2 separate regions of the Danio rerio genome follow, and region 2 is linked to region 1. A link is a contact called in public Hi-C data. All regions are on one chromosome and are shown on one strand. Each heading gives the region's core, a stretch centred on a gene start, on an enhancer-like site or on the middle of the called end of the contact. The rest is flanking DNA. Distances are from core to core; before and after follow the strand shown. Region 1 has its middle 30 kb from the start of dedd1. Region 2 overlaps pou2f2b (POU class 2 homeobox 2b).

Region 1 (7,966 bases), core at 2,908-5,407:
TGTTTGTCGGCGTATCCTTGATAACGACGTTGTAATAACAGCATCGCACGGCCGTTAGTGTCTGCCGCCACACTGGCTGAATCTCCGCTGAGGGGGAAATCGATGAGGAGACTGAGTTAATTATGAGAAAATCAATTAAAAGGTGGAGATTTTGCCTTTAAAAGAGCAACCAGTACCAGTGCAAAAGAAAAGGGACTGAATTCGCAAGGCTGCTCACTTTGTCTGTACTGAGATCATCTTCGTCAGGGGTCTGCGACCGATGAGAAGCCTTCATGTTTGAGATCTCTATAATTAGTTTATATTGAAATGCTTTACTGAGGATATTTCTTTACACCTGAGGTTTTTATAAATTATAACTACGCGATTTGATAAGTGGTAAGGAGCGCGCGAATGCTGTTGGCTAATGGAGATCTCATTATTGTACCCAAAAAAAAAAAAAAAAAAACTAATACTACTAATACTTCCCTTCTTAGACTTTACAGACCTGAAACTTGCCTATAGCACTTATTCATTGTTGCTATTAGTTGTGTAAATTGCTTCCTTGTCCTGTAAGTCGCTTTGGATAAAAGCGTCTGCTAAATGACTAAATGTAAATGTCATTACGCTTTCTTGCCTCAGTAAACAAACTTGAGCTCGAAAAACAAAGAAACTGGTTTAGTATTTTTCCATTGTCAACTTTTCTTTTTTCTTTTTTTATATGGCTTTGGGTTTTGTAGTGTTGGACATAAAGGTGGATACATTCTCATCTTGTGGGTTTACATTGTGAAGATGGTTCATCAAATATTTGAACAGGCTCTCTTTATACCGGTGCTCTCACGGTTCATGGTTAATACACAGGCACACGTAGCTTTTATTGGCCTCATATTAACTAAAGAAACGCTACACAACCACAGCTTCTTCACTGGTGCCGTGTAGCCTACATACCCAAAAGATACAATGTCTTTAAATCTTCAGGACTTGGCTTAATATGAGGCAACACTGCACTTTTAACGTGGTGCTGAAATTCCAAGAGCCATTGGGAAAAGTTTAAATTAAAATAGATAAATTAAAATTAGGTTACACTGATTTTTAGGATATTTATGTAGTTTTAGTGCAGCTTTAAGGACTAATATTAAAACTTCATACTGCTGACAAAACAAGTTACCACTGCATTCTGATCTAGAAAGATACAACATTCAGAATTCACGACGGTATACATAGGTTAATTAGTTCTTAGCTTAATTTGTCACATCGCAAACGAGATATTTAGCTTTTGTAAAACCGTAAATTAAAACAGTCTATGTAAAGCAAAACGGTGGTCTAATCGTCTAAATTGCACAATATTTGCGGAAAACATATCTGAATATCAGAAAAGCGAAAATGCATTTCTAATTTTTCCTATATGCTGATGGATTCATTTAAGTGCTAATAATAATAAAGAAACTATTTTAATAGCGTTATTAGTTTTATATTAGTCTCTGCATTCAGGATTATTTAAACAGGCGGTGTTTTATTGGGATAGCCCGTGTAATCTTCGTATTTTGCTTAAATTATTGATGATGATTAAATTATATATCTGTCACGCTATGTGTTATAGTGTAGACTAGTTATGTAGGCTACTCAAACATTTAAAAAAATTCTCTGAAGCAGAGTAATTCAAGGAAGCTAAATTAAACCCGAGCAGATAGGCTATATGCAAATTGCGCAGCATAATAATAGAACGTTCATCGCCTAACATTTGTTCAATATCCTAATATAAAACGCAAATAAAATGATACATATCTAAAAAATATTCTGAATGCAGGCATAATAAAATAAATAAAATAATTCCCCATACAGCGCCTGTTCAAGATTATTATCTAGCCTGTAAAGAATGTGTCTTTAAGATTCACTATAGAAATAATGTATTTTCTATATAAAATAAAGAAGACTGTTCTTAAAACGTTTATGAATTACAAAATATGCTCTTTCATTTGATCATATAATGCAGTTTTGATTGGTTGTTAAAATTGTTAAAATCAGCACTTCTTCTTTAGCTTACAACGTTAGTCATGTTCTTGATATAATGCAGATTTAAATATTATTATTAATATGTTCATGTCATAACCAAAATGAAAAATGACAACAACAAAAAAATAAATAAAAAAAAGAGTAAACTCAAGTTATAGTCTATAATCAATGCTTGCATTTAGCTATTATAAGGAAATACGATGGAATTATTTTGGTTAAAAGTTCAATTAAATAGCCCATCGACAGTATTTTCGCAGTAATCATATTATTTTATGTAGCTCATCATCAATAGCAGCTTACATTCAGAACTGTCGATTAAAGCCTAATCGCTTGATTGCTTTCGTGTCTATTTACACAAATGAATATGATTGACGTAAATGAGACAAAACAAACTGGAAATACAAATATACGGAGCAAATGTAAAACTAAAATAAGAATTAATTTGTAGTCTAGACTTCGGGTCTTTCTGTGAGTCTGTTTTTGTTTTAGTTGCTAAGGCTAGCAGGCTATGTTCTTTTATTAGAATATAATCTCACTGGCTCAACTGCATTTAGGACAGGATTTTTGTCTTCCTTATTTCAGGAAACCGCTGATCTTCATTGACTGATCAATATAGGTCGTCTTTTTCAGAAGATCCTTTATTTGATGAGAAATCATATGTTGCTCCTTTAGAATGCACATTATTATTATTATTATTATTATTATTATTATTATTATTATTATTATTATTATTATTATTATTATTATAAAAATGCCCCGAAGAAGCTGAGTGTCCGGTATCAATCTTTTTTTTTTTTTTTTTTCATAAGCAGCTGTCAGCGTAACTCACGACCCCACGGGTCAGAGGCCAAACGACCACCGGTGCAATTAAAACGGACAGAGATGGAGCATTATGGCCGAATCTAATTTTCCTCACACAAAAGAACAAAACTGCCCGCAGTTGAATTCAAAATGTTTGTTATTAAGGCACAAAATGCTGGTGCTATTGCTGCAAATATAGGCCTATTCAAGCATTAGAGAACACATAGTTTCTATGTTACATGGCCATTTTGTTTTTGCTTGGAGGGAGAAAGGGAAATATCATTCTGCTATATTATTTGTTATTTAAGATATCATGCCATTGATCAGTTTTGATTTTTGTCATTATTATTCCTCAAAAATGACTTATTTTAATGTCTTTTCTTTTTCATTCTTTTGAAATCAGGTCTAACCTGTTTTATCACTTATTATTGATTTTTATTGGTTTATGTTTGTCTCTTTTATTCGTGTTATGTAAAGCACTTTGAATTACAACTGTGTATGAATTGTGCTATTTAAATAAACTTGCATTGCCTAGAAAATGCTATTGCTTATTTATTTATTAGACAAAATAACGTTATGGTATTTATGGGAGTTTCTGTGAAAAGAGTTATTAAAAATACATGTATTTTATTTAGATGCAATAAATCAGATTGGCCTATCCACATTCGCAGCTGTAAAACGCACCCAGCGAAACCTCAATATCAGCAACTAATAAATTGCAGGCTGCTCTAACCTTTGCAATTGCGGCTTTTGCTCCTGGTTTAAATGTGTGACCGATCTCTATTTTGTTGCCGCCTGCGTGTCCGTTGAAAGCATCGAGATGACCACAATAATACACACAAGAGCACGCGCGGCGTTTATGGATGCGCGCGTGTGTTTAGAGCACGATGAGCCGACGGGGTCAGAGTTCAGATTCAGCCCCAGACGGACGACCTTGCCCTTATAAATGACCCCGGGGTCGAACGGGGATGGGGGAGGTTGAGAAGGGATACAGAAAATGATAGTTGAAGGAGGAAAAAAGACAGAGCCGAACGAAAAGGCAAAGGGTAAAAAGATAAACACAGAGCTGGTTATGAAACACACTATTTTCCCTTCCATTTTATTTCCAAATGTATTCTCCATTTGCTTCTCTCACGCCTACATGAAGGAGAAAGTTAACGTTTGACCTTTATCTTCACCTCAGTTCCCTGCAGCTGCTAGATGTACTTTCGCTCTAACACATAAGATTGAGGTGTACGCGCCATGTTTTTTGCCTCTCAGGTGGAGAGTGAGGGCTGAGGGCCGCTCTTGAAGCCCCAGCAGGGTAACCGATGGTGTTCGGGCCCATCATAGGGGTGCAGTTTTATTTGTGACCTGCGCTGGGCAGTAGAGAGCTGGCTGTCCAGCTCATTTAGTTTGGCTACTTATCTTAGCCAGTGAGCAGGGGAGGATGCAGGAGTGAGAGGGAGGATACAAGCAAGCCCGAGGCTGAGGGAAATAACATGAAAAAGCTCACAAAAATGGCTGTTTGTCCCCTTTGTGCTCGGATAAAGCTTATTGCAGTGCTCATAATCTTCTCTGTCATAACAAGTGCTTTTTTTAAAAGATAATTTAGCATTCATAATGCATTTATAAAACTAAAATGACCAACGACAAACTAAAACAACAACTACAATTGTGTTATTTTTGTTTAGTCTTTTCAATAATGAGTGAATTTTAAAAAGTTAAAGGCTTTTAATGTTATTGCATTTTTAACTATGCTACTACTTTATTTTTTTATTGTCCACAAGTGGAAATTAATCTTTGGCTTCACCGACCACATCAGCCTTCACATTACACATATCACAAAAAAAACAGGCAACACAAATACATTCGATGCCATCACATTAAACTCCATTAAAACCCTATACATACTCAAAACACCGTATTTAACCTATTTGATGCACATTATTCTTTTCTTGAGGTTGCCTAAAACTTCTTTTTTGGTGGCAAGAATTGAAATGTTATATTTTAGGATGGGAACAGTCTACAATAATGGCATGTTTCAATAATGGCAATCTTTCTGTTTAATTCTTGAATAAATTTCATTAGTTTTTTGTGCTTTAACTACAATTGCACTGGCAATTTTTACTACTGACATAGTTTTTGCTTTTCCTTTATTGGCAACAGTTCATACCATGCAATCATGTTAAAACTCGCACCACTTTCAACCAAGTTCTTGTATGCCATCTCCAGAACAGTGTTGGGGAAAGTTACTTTTGAAAGTAGTTCGTTACAATATTGGGTTACTCCCCAAGAAAGTAGCTAATCGTGTTACTTGGTTGTTTTGTGCTTTTGAGTTACTTTTGTGTTACTTTTCTATATACTTGGCTGAGATTTTTATCTCTTTCAGAACTTGCAGGTGTTGCTTCCACAATTTTTATTGAGAAGCTCTGCATTTAACAAACCCCATATATAACCTACACCTTCATTTACCTTTAAAAAATGTAGGATAATATTTTATTTTGAGAACTTTCTGAACCCAGAGCTATACATGCTGTATATACAAATTAATTAAAGTATGTAGCATGTTTGGTACTTTTGAATGTTTTGTTTTATCAGAAAAGTAAATTCACTGTCTATTGAGATAAAGACTGCAATAAAGCCTAATACTTACATGCAATAATTTATTAAGGCAAAAGCAGATTTTAAACCTTTAAAATGTTTAACAACAAAATGAACAGGAAGCCGATAAAAATCATCCCCAAATTTAAATAAACCTTTGAGCTTTATACATTGAATAAATTGCTTCACATGGCCTTAACAAATGTGTAAATCAATTCCCAAAAGAGAAAAAAATCTTATTTTATTACAAAACGTAGTCACTTAGACAGTGGTTGTATCTCCTCAACAATAAAAGCAATAACAAATTTTTGTCTAATTAATTGTTTTACCGGTAGAAGATTAACTGATGTCAATCATTTGTTGTTTAGCTGGAGGTGGGGTGCGAGTGTAGTGCTTTGCATCCATTTTTTTTTAGATGTCGTGTTTCTTGCAGTTGTCAAGAGTTTTCTTACACATAATCTACACTTAACAACAATCCACTCCTTTTCTTCGAGGAGTTAAAAATAACAAGCATTCCTTGCAAAAATCTCTCCGGCCTGCCATTGTGACTGTAACATTGTGACTGTCTGTGGTGATAACGGGGGATTCGGGAATGAATCGTTTGTTTTAACCAAATCTTCTAAGTGAATCTTTCGAACCAGTTCATTAAATTGAACAGAGTTGTCGTCAAACCGTTTGCGTCTTTAGTAAGTACTAACATACTGGATATTCCTACTGAAATAAACCTATATCCTTAGTTATTCAGTTAGTAGAACAGTGCACTGATTTATGTACTGTGAAAAAGGCGACCGTCTGTTCCCTCGCAACACGCTCTCTCATTGACTATGTTTACATGGACATCAGTAATCAAATTATTTGCCTTAATCTAATTAAGACAATATTACGATTAAGGTGTTAACATGAGTTGCTTTTTGAATGTTCCTTTCAAGATCCCATTTTACATCTTGTAACACATAATTCGATTAACGTCATTGCGTCACCATATTATTCACATTACCTCTGGAGTTTCATGTTATTTCGGGTGTTTCGTTTTTAATTTGTAGACTTTAACTGCAGTTTGGCATTTTCACTTTCATTCAGAATCATTTAATGCATGCCCCCCAGCAACCCCCCCATTCCCCCCGACTGCCTCTGACAAACGAGATACTGGATGCAACTATGAATTGCTGAAAGAGTGTTGTTTTAATGGAAGTTCATACCACATGCTGCATAAAAACTCTGCATAATACGGATGCGGGTGTTGGTCTGCACTGATTTATTATCAGTAACAACTACTCTTTGAGGACGATGTAAAAGGAAATCTTTAATCCACCAAATAAGATCACCATTTACTCCTAAATCAAGTAATTTTTGCAAGAGAATTTCAATCCGAAAGTAATTCTTTGAAAGTTATACGTTAAACTTTAATACAACCATAAAGCTAGAAACATACAAATATGGAAAAAAAATCACTTGAAAATGTTCATTTTTTTCTGTTTCTTTTATTTGTATACAGTATGAGTTTGAATAAAATGTGATTTGTTTTTTGCTGGAACAGTGCGATAACATTTCTTTTAAATACAAAATAATCTTTTTTTTTTTTTTTTGCTATTTTGTTCAGTATATGAAAGTTAAACTGAATAAAAAAAGCTGTCTAAAAACATTTTTAGTTTTATACAAAAAAGTTTGCAATTTGCAACATTATTTTATAAATATGAAAGTACTGTCATCATGGGATTTACAGAATATAATAAAAACTACATTTTACATAAACACACAACTGTGAATCCAGACAAACTGAGTACTTAATCATTATTTATTTTATTGAGTCATGGCATGAGAATTATAGAAACATATAGTTTGATAATTATCACTAACCCCACTGAAATAAAGGGAATTGAAATGACTTTGAATGTATGATCGCTCAAGACCAGTATATGTATGAATCTTACATGTATATTTATTACAAAGCAGTGTTAAAACGACATAAATATTATCCTGTAAACTTAGTAATCAAAAACCATTAATAATAAACCAATTTTACTTGCATAAAGTTTTGTTTTTAAATGATAATGCATTTTTTTACTCTGCGTCGTTTCATTAGAAGAATATAAACATGTTGATCAACAAAAGTCAGTTTTAGAAAGGTTTCAGACATGGGAAAAACAATGTTATTTTCACAAAATGTTTTTTTTTTTAACTAAAATAACTTCATAGAAAATTTGAAAAAAACAAACTACTTTTTACTTAAAAGTCACCTACTAATATAATAAAATAGCTATAATATTATGATAAAAAGCATTTGCAATTTTTAAAACGATGACATTTGAATGCATTTTATCTAAGCCCAATTTATTGTATAATGAGGTAAAGCACACTAATCTCTAATTTTTCTTCTAAATCCCTAATTCATTCCCCCTTTCTAAAATCCCTCCCATTAATTTCAGGCTGTCATATTTTCCCCTCATTTTTTCCTTTTCTTTGTCTGAACACCCCCATCCTGTAACCCATTTAAACAATTACTCTGCTCTCTCCTCGTGGGCCTGATCCAAAGGTATATCTGTGTGTTCTCTCATTGAAGCAGAGCAGCAGGTCTGGCTGACATCCCTTTATC
Region 2 (7,966 bases), core at 1,713-4,212, 90 kb after region 1:
AAATCACTTGAAATTTAACATGAAATTACATTTTTTTTTTTTTACATTTTAACTCTTCCTTACTCCCTCCCAAAAGCATCTACATTTAATTAAACATGTAAATGTATTGTTATATATGGGCAAAAAGGCAAAAAATAAAAAATAAAATAAAATAAAAAATATACATACAAAAATGTACACATATCAATCAGTTAACCAGTAGCATGAGAGGTATTTGCTTGTGCTATTGTATGGTTTTGTTCTAAAAATTGTATAAACTGATCCCAAATTTTATGGTACTACTTTAATTTGCCCTTTATACTGTAGGTAATTTGTTCCAGTGCAATGTAATGTGTCAGATCTTTCAGCCAGTGGTCAATGGATTGACCTCCTATGTTCTTCCAATAGAGTCCTATCAAATGACTTGCAATAACAAGACATGTCAATCATTTAAACTTACTGGAAATACACCCAAAGCGCATATTTCAGGTGTAACTGGAATTGGTTTTAAAATAATTAAGGACATTAATGTAACTACGTTTTGCCAGAAAATCTTAACCACCTCACATTCCCAGATACAATGAAAGAATGTTCCTTTGTGTTTTTGACATTTGAAACATGTTGAGTATCTGGGATGTTTGGATCAAACTTGTGTAGTTTTTCCAAGTGTGATATAACTACATTGCCCAGTTATATTTGATCATTTTAAATATATTATTAATTGACAAGTTCTGGGCTTTAACACATATTTGGCCCCATTCGAAATCTGTCAGGTCATAGTGCAAATCTGTACACCAAGAATCTTTCTTGCATTCTGATGTTTCTTTAGAGCCTTCAACACATTTCTAAACGTGATAGTTTTAATAATTCATCTCTAATAACTGATTTATTTTATCTTTGCATGATGAAAGTAAATAATATTTGACTAGATATTTTTCAAGACACTTCTACACATCTTAAAGTGACATTTAAAGGCTTAACTAGGGTAATTAGGTTAACTAGGCAGGTTAGGGTAATTAGGCAAGTTATTATATTACGATGGTTTGTTCTGTTGACTATCGAACCAAAAAAGCTTAAAGGGGCTTATAATTTTGACCTCAAAATGGGTTTTAAAAAATTAAAAACTGCTTTAATTCTAGCTGAAATAAGACAAGAAGAAAAAAATTTCAAAGGAGGGCTAATAATTCTGACTTCAACTGTATGTATTTGCTCTTTTTTTATTAATCAGAAAAACCCAGATTTTCACCCAAAAAGAATTATAAAGGTTATATTGTAGCCAACTAAATTCTGAATATTTAATAAATGAAGCCAAAAGCAAAAACCTCTAAGTGCCGTCTATTTTTTTTTTTTCTAAAATGTATTTCTCAGAGGGGCGAAGCAGTGGCGCTGTAGGTACAGCAAGAAGGTCACTGGGTCGCTGGTTCGAGCCTCAGCTCAGTTGGCGTTTCTGTGTGGAGTTTGCATGTTCTCCCTGCATTTGCGTGGGTTTCCTCCGGGTGCTCTGTTTTCCCCCACAGTTCAAAGACATGCGGTACAGGTGAATTGGGCTGGCTAAATTGTCCATAGTGTACGAGTGTGTGTGAATATGTGTGTGGATGTTTCCCAGAGATGGGTTGCGGCTGGAAGGGCATCCGCTGCGTAAAAACTTGCTGGATAAGTTGGCGGTTCATTCCGCTGTGGCGACCCTGAATTAATAAAGGGACTAAGCTGACAAGAAAATGAATGAATGAATGTATTTGTCAGCTTCTTATATTTATGTTTAGTTATTTTACTTTAAACATGATGAAAATAACCTCTTCTTTGCACAAAGAGTAAAATTATTGAAACTGGACACAACAGCCTGAAAAAAATGCTAGTTTTAGATAAAAATTCCTGATTTGCATCTGAACTCTTCAAGAAAAAGAAAAAAAATCCACATTTTTTATTGATTACTATATGGGATGTGTCAAATAAAAAAAAATATATATACATCTTTTTGGCATTTTGTATGTAATATTTTATGTATATTATTGCAAATACAAAACGAATAGCTTAATAAAAACATATGAATCTTAAAATTCAAGTTTTTGAAACACTCTCAATTCATTGAAATATAATTTTTAAACAAATTGACAATTTTTTTTCTAACTCAAAAGGTATTTTCTCTAGTGTGGTTCAAGTTTAAGTGCGCAGTTAGTTTATATACAGTATATAGTCATTGCAGATATATTGTGGTTATTCAAAATGGAATAAAGGTAACTGAGCGAATATGATTCAATATAGCATAAATAAATAGGTCACTTCAGTCGATGCTCCATCTATACCACAGAATCACTGGCACTTTTTTCTCCTAACACAGGTTTCGGTCTACTTTCAAGCTTTATCTTCCAAGTTTTTTCATTTATTTTCTCATCTCTCTTCATCTCCCCCTGTCCTTTTCTTTCCCTGTGAGATTTTACTATCAATTCTCCCACTGTGCACTCCTTTTTCAAGTGGCCCGACTCTCTCTTACATCCGCTTTCCTTACCGTTCTGCCGTATGAATTCCTCTCTGCTCTGCTTATTTCCCCCTCTACCTCTCTGCACAGTAATAATGCTACTGATAGAAACAGGCCCATGTGTGTGCGTGTGTGTGTGTGTGCGATTATTGTCGTGTCGGGAGTCAGAGGAATCGATCGATGCAGAAATATGAGGGTCTGTGTCAAAAACAATAACCTCCTATTCCCCAGACACTCACTTTCTCACACACAGCTGCGTTCAGACGTACTGATTTAAGCCTAAATATTAAACATGCGCACCTTCATTCAGGGGGAAACGATACACACACACACTCACATTACAGGAAAAGGGCTCCATTTCAGATAGCAGAACTTATCAGCGCGAGAGGCGCTCTCCGTTTACCATTTCACTGTCTGTCACAGGGGTAAAAACATACACATAAGCACAGACACACACGCGCACGAACATACACACACAAGAGACCTTTTGCTGCTGTTGCCTGGCAACGTGGGCCAGTGACCAATCACATTGCAGAGCAGTGTCCAGTGATGTCACAGCGTCTGCTGACCAGCAGGGAAGAAAGAGAGGGAGAAAGAGCAAATGTCTGGAAACAATTTAAAAGAGCGTTTCCATCCTTACGTTACGGGATGTGCTGATGCTTTAACAGCTGGAGTGGACAGAATGGACGTTTGTGTTTATGCAGGTGAAGAGGTGGACGCGTCTGCCTGGAATGGCGCACTGAAAGAAAGCTTCCGTGTAACTTTATCAGCCCGAAAGACTAAACACATTTGTGTCGGAGTGATTGCATCTGCAGCGCGAGGAGTGTTTGCTGTGCGAAATAGTTAGTATCTAATCACTCACACACATACGCACGCATGCGGCGTGAGCCGTGACAGCTGTAAGATTGATGGCTCTCTTGAGGCCTGTAGCTTGCGCTTTTAAATGGACAGCTGATCAGATAAACATGGAGAGAAGGAGAGCGAGAGGAATGGATCAAGAAACATACTCACTTTTGAAGATCATCTAGAGGCCTTTGTGTTGGTGGAGCATGTGGTGGTGTGGTTTGGATTGCAGATACATCAGGCTGCAGCTCCACACAAAAAGTCAAACTGAAGTCATTCGTAATTATTATGGGGAAGCCCTTAGTTGTGACATTTGAATGGAAATCATGGGACAAGAGGGCAGCCGAATGGCCTGAGACCCCCGTGACATATGCACACATGTCTGTGCTGCGTGACCTCTGGGGTCGTGACCTTTAACTCCAGCAGACGCACGACACAAACACATGCTGCCGATGACCGTGAACCTGACTCCTGGCGTCTCTTTGTGTGATTATACAAAAGAGAGAAGAACATTGGTATCACATTTTGTGATAGTAAAAATGTGCATGAAATTATAAAGAAAAAAGTCAGTTTAGCTGTAAATATCCGTGTCTATATGCAGATTGTTTCATCATAAGAGCTGCATGGCAAGGCCTTTGGTACTTGAATGTGTCAAGACTTTGTGTCTTATCCATATCCCTTCATTTTTAGATGGGCAAAACTTCTTACTTTGGTAGGCTACTGCCGTTTCTTATCAAATTTACTTTACTTCTGGTGTCTGTACAGCGGTTCTTGGTAGAATTTCATATTGGACACTTGCATGCAACATCTAATCGAAAAAAATTAAGATTAGGCACATTATATTTATGTTTATTTATGCCTACATTGTAAAAAAAAAATATCCTGCTTGCCTTAAATTTTTAAGCTGAATCAAATTAACCTTATGAGTCAATTGAACTTATATTATGTTAAACTGACTTAAAACAGCTTGCATAACTTAAAAATTTAAGTTAGAACATGATTTACTTAGTTTAATATGTTACAGTTAACTATAAACATATGTTGTCATGACTAAATGATCAAATTATTTTTACAGTGTATATGCGTACACTAACCCGTAAAACACGCCTCAATTAAGGATTTTAAAAACAGATTTTACATTTAAAAGAAGCTATTCAAGTATTAATTTATGTGGAATTATTATTACGAAAGCTACTTTGAACTAACACTTGTGATTCAAAACTTTAATAAAAGTAAATGTGTTATCATCACATTTAGTTATGAATGGCACAAATTATGTAAATAAATCTTTCTATAGGCCTATTGTAAGCTCAAAAGCAGGAACAGACTTAGTGACAAGCATTAAAACTAGATTATTATTTTCTTTATTTTGTAAATAAAGTGCATTTTACAAATATATTTTAAGTGGAACCTTTTTCTTCTAAATGTAAAAATAAATACAATAAATTCACAAATTAAAAAAAAAAACAAGTTCACAAACTAAGCCATATTTGTGATTAGATTTAAATATTTGCATGTGCGGTAGGAAAGGAAAGCACCACTATTCATAGACCATTTCAATGTGTTAATGCCATAGGCCCATAAACAATATTTCCTGCTTGTTCAAACTGTGTCATAACTGTAACAAGAGGCAATTTAATCATATCCTAATGTTAAAACAGCTATCACAATATTATTTATCAATAAGTGGACTTTTTTGGATTCTCAGAGGCTATGGAAATTAAAAATGTGAAACAGGAAATACGTTGGAACCATTGTGTTTCTCTCAAAATGGTAAGCGGCCCACCCGATTTTGAAAAGAAGTAAAAAGATTTTTGTTTAATGGTTATAGACAGATTTTACAACATATGATGGAAAATTTATAAAAGAGATATGATTCATATATATATAGACTTTTTCTGCTCAAAAGGTCGAAATTTCGTAAAACAGTCCAGAAGTTTGTGTCACTGGATTTACGGTTAATCAGTTTACATTTCTGTCGTAAACCAGTTGTTAAAGACAGTAGTAGGCTTACTTATGTCACAGCCACTATTGAAAATCGCGTTGAAAAGTCGTTATGGCTTCTGACCACAGGTAAAACTCCCGCTTTATATTATTACATATTGTTGAACCGTTTCTAATTAGTTCTTACTTTTATCTCTGTCAAAGCATTAAATTATAATTATCACTGGTTTGTGGGGCAAGTGGTTTTAGCCGACTTACTGTCTTTAAATCAGTTGCTTTTGCTATAGTTATTTACCTGTAAAGGCAGCATGTATCCTGTTTACATTACAGAAAGGTAGCTTTGTATTTGTGTTTTAAGTGTTTGTGTGATTTATAGCAAATTTGCTTTTAAAATAACCAGTGTAGTGCAAAAAATCCCTTAGAAACGGGTCAATCAGGAAATTGGAGGAAAAAACGTCTCAGTAAAAGTGTGTTGATGACGCCATCTTGTGTTAAGAAAAAAACACTGTAACCTCTCATTTCACCCTTATGTTTTGGACTTGAACTTCACCTTTGATTGGCTGTAAATATCTTCAGTAAATGGTTTCTGAACTCCTCAAGAGGTATAGCCATAACGAATTCGTTTTGTTTCGTTTAAAACGGCAACCTTCAGTATATACATTCTCTAAACATTAGTTTTCTGATCACATGCCACACTTGGGCATCTATTAAATAATTTAATATAAATGTTTAGATGGAATGCCTTTGTGTCCCTTCATAACAAAACATTTGCTTCACATCCTAATAAAATAAGCTTAAAAACTTATTTTAGAACTTAAAACTGCAGATGCCCCTCCAGCCACAAACCAGTACTGGGAAATTTGAATAACATTTATTGGGGGGAAAAAAAGTCAAAATATGGGTGAAATAATGTGCATGTACAGGAATGTTTCTGTAAAGGAAAACAAAAACAAACACACATCTGACCTGTACTTATTAAACAATGTAAAAAAATAAGATAAAGCTAAATTTTTTATATTATAAATCAATGAAAACATCATGCTGACACACACAAGTAGTTATAAATATATAGTGAAGGCAAAATGATCAGCCCTCCTCTGAAATTCCCCAAATATTTCCCAAGTGATGTTTAACAGAGCTAGGACATTTTCACAGTATTTCCTATAATATTTTGTCTTCAGGGAAAAGTCTTATTTCCTTTAGTTTCACTTTAATAAGACCATTTTTACATAATTTAAAGATCAATATTATTAGCCATCTTAAATAATGCCCAGTTGGCTACACAACAGGCCACTGATATTCAATAACTTGTTTTCTTAATCATCCTAATTATTCTAATAATCGTTCGAGGTTACTAAAGTAACCCTTCGTTCCCCGAGGAGGGGAACGGAAGCACTATAAGTGGATTTGATTGTAAAATCCACGCATTAGGGGAGGTTCGGTTCAGAAGCTACTCGTCTGAAAGAGTATTGAACGGGCCAATTAAGAATGAATTGGCAGCGCAAGCCTGCGCAGGTGAGCGGCATAAGCAATCAACTGAGTATATAAGCTCACCTGGCGCAGCAGACGCTATCCTTTTTAAGCTGAAGAGACTTTCAACAGCTAAGGGACAGTCATTATGGCGACGGAGTATAGTGCTTCCGTTCCCCTCCTCGGGGAACGAAGGGTTACTTTAGTAACCTCGAACGTTCCCCTTCGGGGGGAACTTCAGCACTATAAGTGGATTTGATTGTAAAATCCACGCATTGGGAGCCCATTGAAAGCGCCATAATGACTGCACCTTACCAACACCCCCGATGAGGAGATAGTCAAGCAAGCGTGACGCACCCACATCATGGGGGGCGCGGTCCTCCAACGTGTCCCTGGCCCTAATTTATCCTACTTCAACAGAAGTTTTACGGATTTATATATATTTTTTGGGAAGTCGTGAGCATCTAGATAATTCTAGGAAAATACGACAGTACGTTGGGAAGCGTGCAATCCCGATAGGGAGGACGCTGCGGAGGCCATCCGTTACCCAAGGGGGGATAGATGGCAGAATTTACATATGGACTAGCCCTAAAAAGGGGGAGTACGCATAGCAAAAGAGTGGTTAGCGGGGAGGGAAGACACGGGTCCGCCCAGGGGGGGGGGACTTAACCGTGGCTGAATAAGCATATGGGATCGCCTAGTGGGGACCACGCATACCAGGCACCTTTACCCAAAACGCGGGCTGACCAGCGGGCAGACCTACAACGTAGTGGGCCAGCAAGTGACTCCTCCGCTGAGTCAGTGCTGGGGGCCACGGAGGAATCTGCAGGGCTCACCTGACGGGGAACTTTACTGACAGATAAAAAGGCGCACGTATCTCCGTGTTAGGGAAAATGGCGCAGCAAGCGTGTTTCAACACCCTACCGAATTGTTTCCTCAATCACCAAGGGTTACCTAATACCCTTGAGGAAACCGGCTCCACTCGCAGATTGTAAAACCTTGCAAATGTGTTGGGTGTCACCCAGCCCGCAGCTCTACAGATGTCTGTTAGAGGGGCGCCGCGTGCGCGCGCTCGAGAGGATGCGAAGCTCCGAGTGGAGTGCGCAAGCGCTCTCGGGGGACGCGGCTCATCTCGGCTCTGATAGTGAAAGAAGGCATCCACAATCTAGTGGGAACTTATTTCGGTACGGCACTTCCCTGCTGCCGACCGCTATAACAGACGAAGAGCTGCTCAGATGATCTAAACTCTGAGTG

The links. A called contact is a pair of places that touch in the nucleus more often than the background predicts.
Region 2: a Hi-C map of embryo shows a contact between it and region 1, with 2.7 times the contacts expected there. The contact joins two enhancer-like sites. A contact is called at or near these places in 6 of 18 Hi-C or Micro-C datasets (caudal fin, embryo, hematopoietic stem cells and 1 more).

The regions. Positions count from the first base shown.
Region 1 is chr16:11,121,699-11,129,664 of GRCz12tu, forward strand. It overlaps a transcript of pou2f2b not described here. Among named protein-coding and RNA genes, the nearest start is that of dedd1, 30 kb to the left of the region's middle. Within about 2 kb of position 4,158, at least 37 of the 62 cell types and tissues checked have an H3K27ac peak or open chromatin away from gene starts, as enhancers often do.
Region 2 is chr16:11,212,874-11,220,839 of GRCz12tu, forward strand. All of the region lies in intron 1 of pou2f2b (POU class 2 homeobox 2b), which reads left to right. Among named protein-coding and RNA genes, the nearest start is that of pou2f2b, 41 kb to the left of the region's middle. Within about 2 kb of position 2,963, at least 21 of the 62 cell types and tissues checked have an H3K27ac peak or open chromatin away from gene starts, as enhancers often do.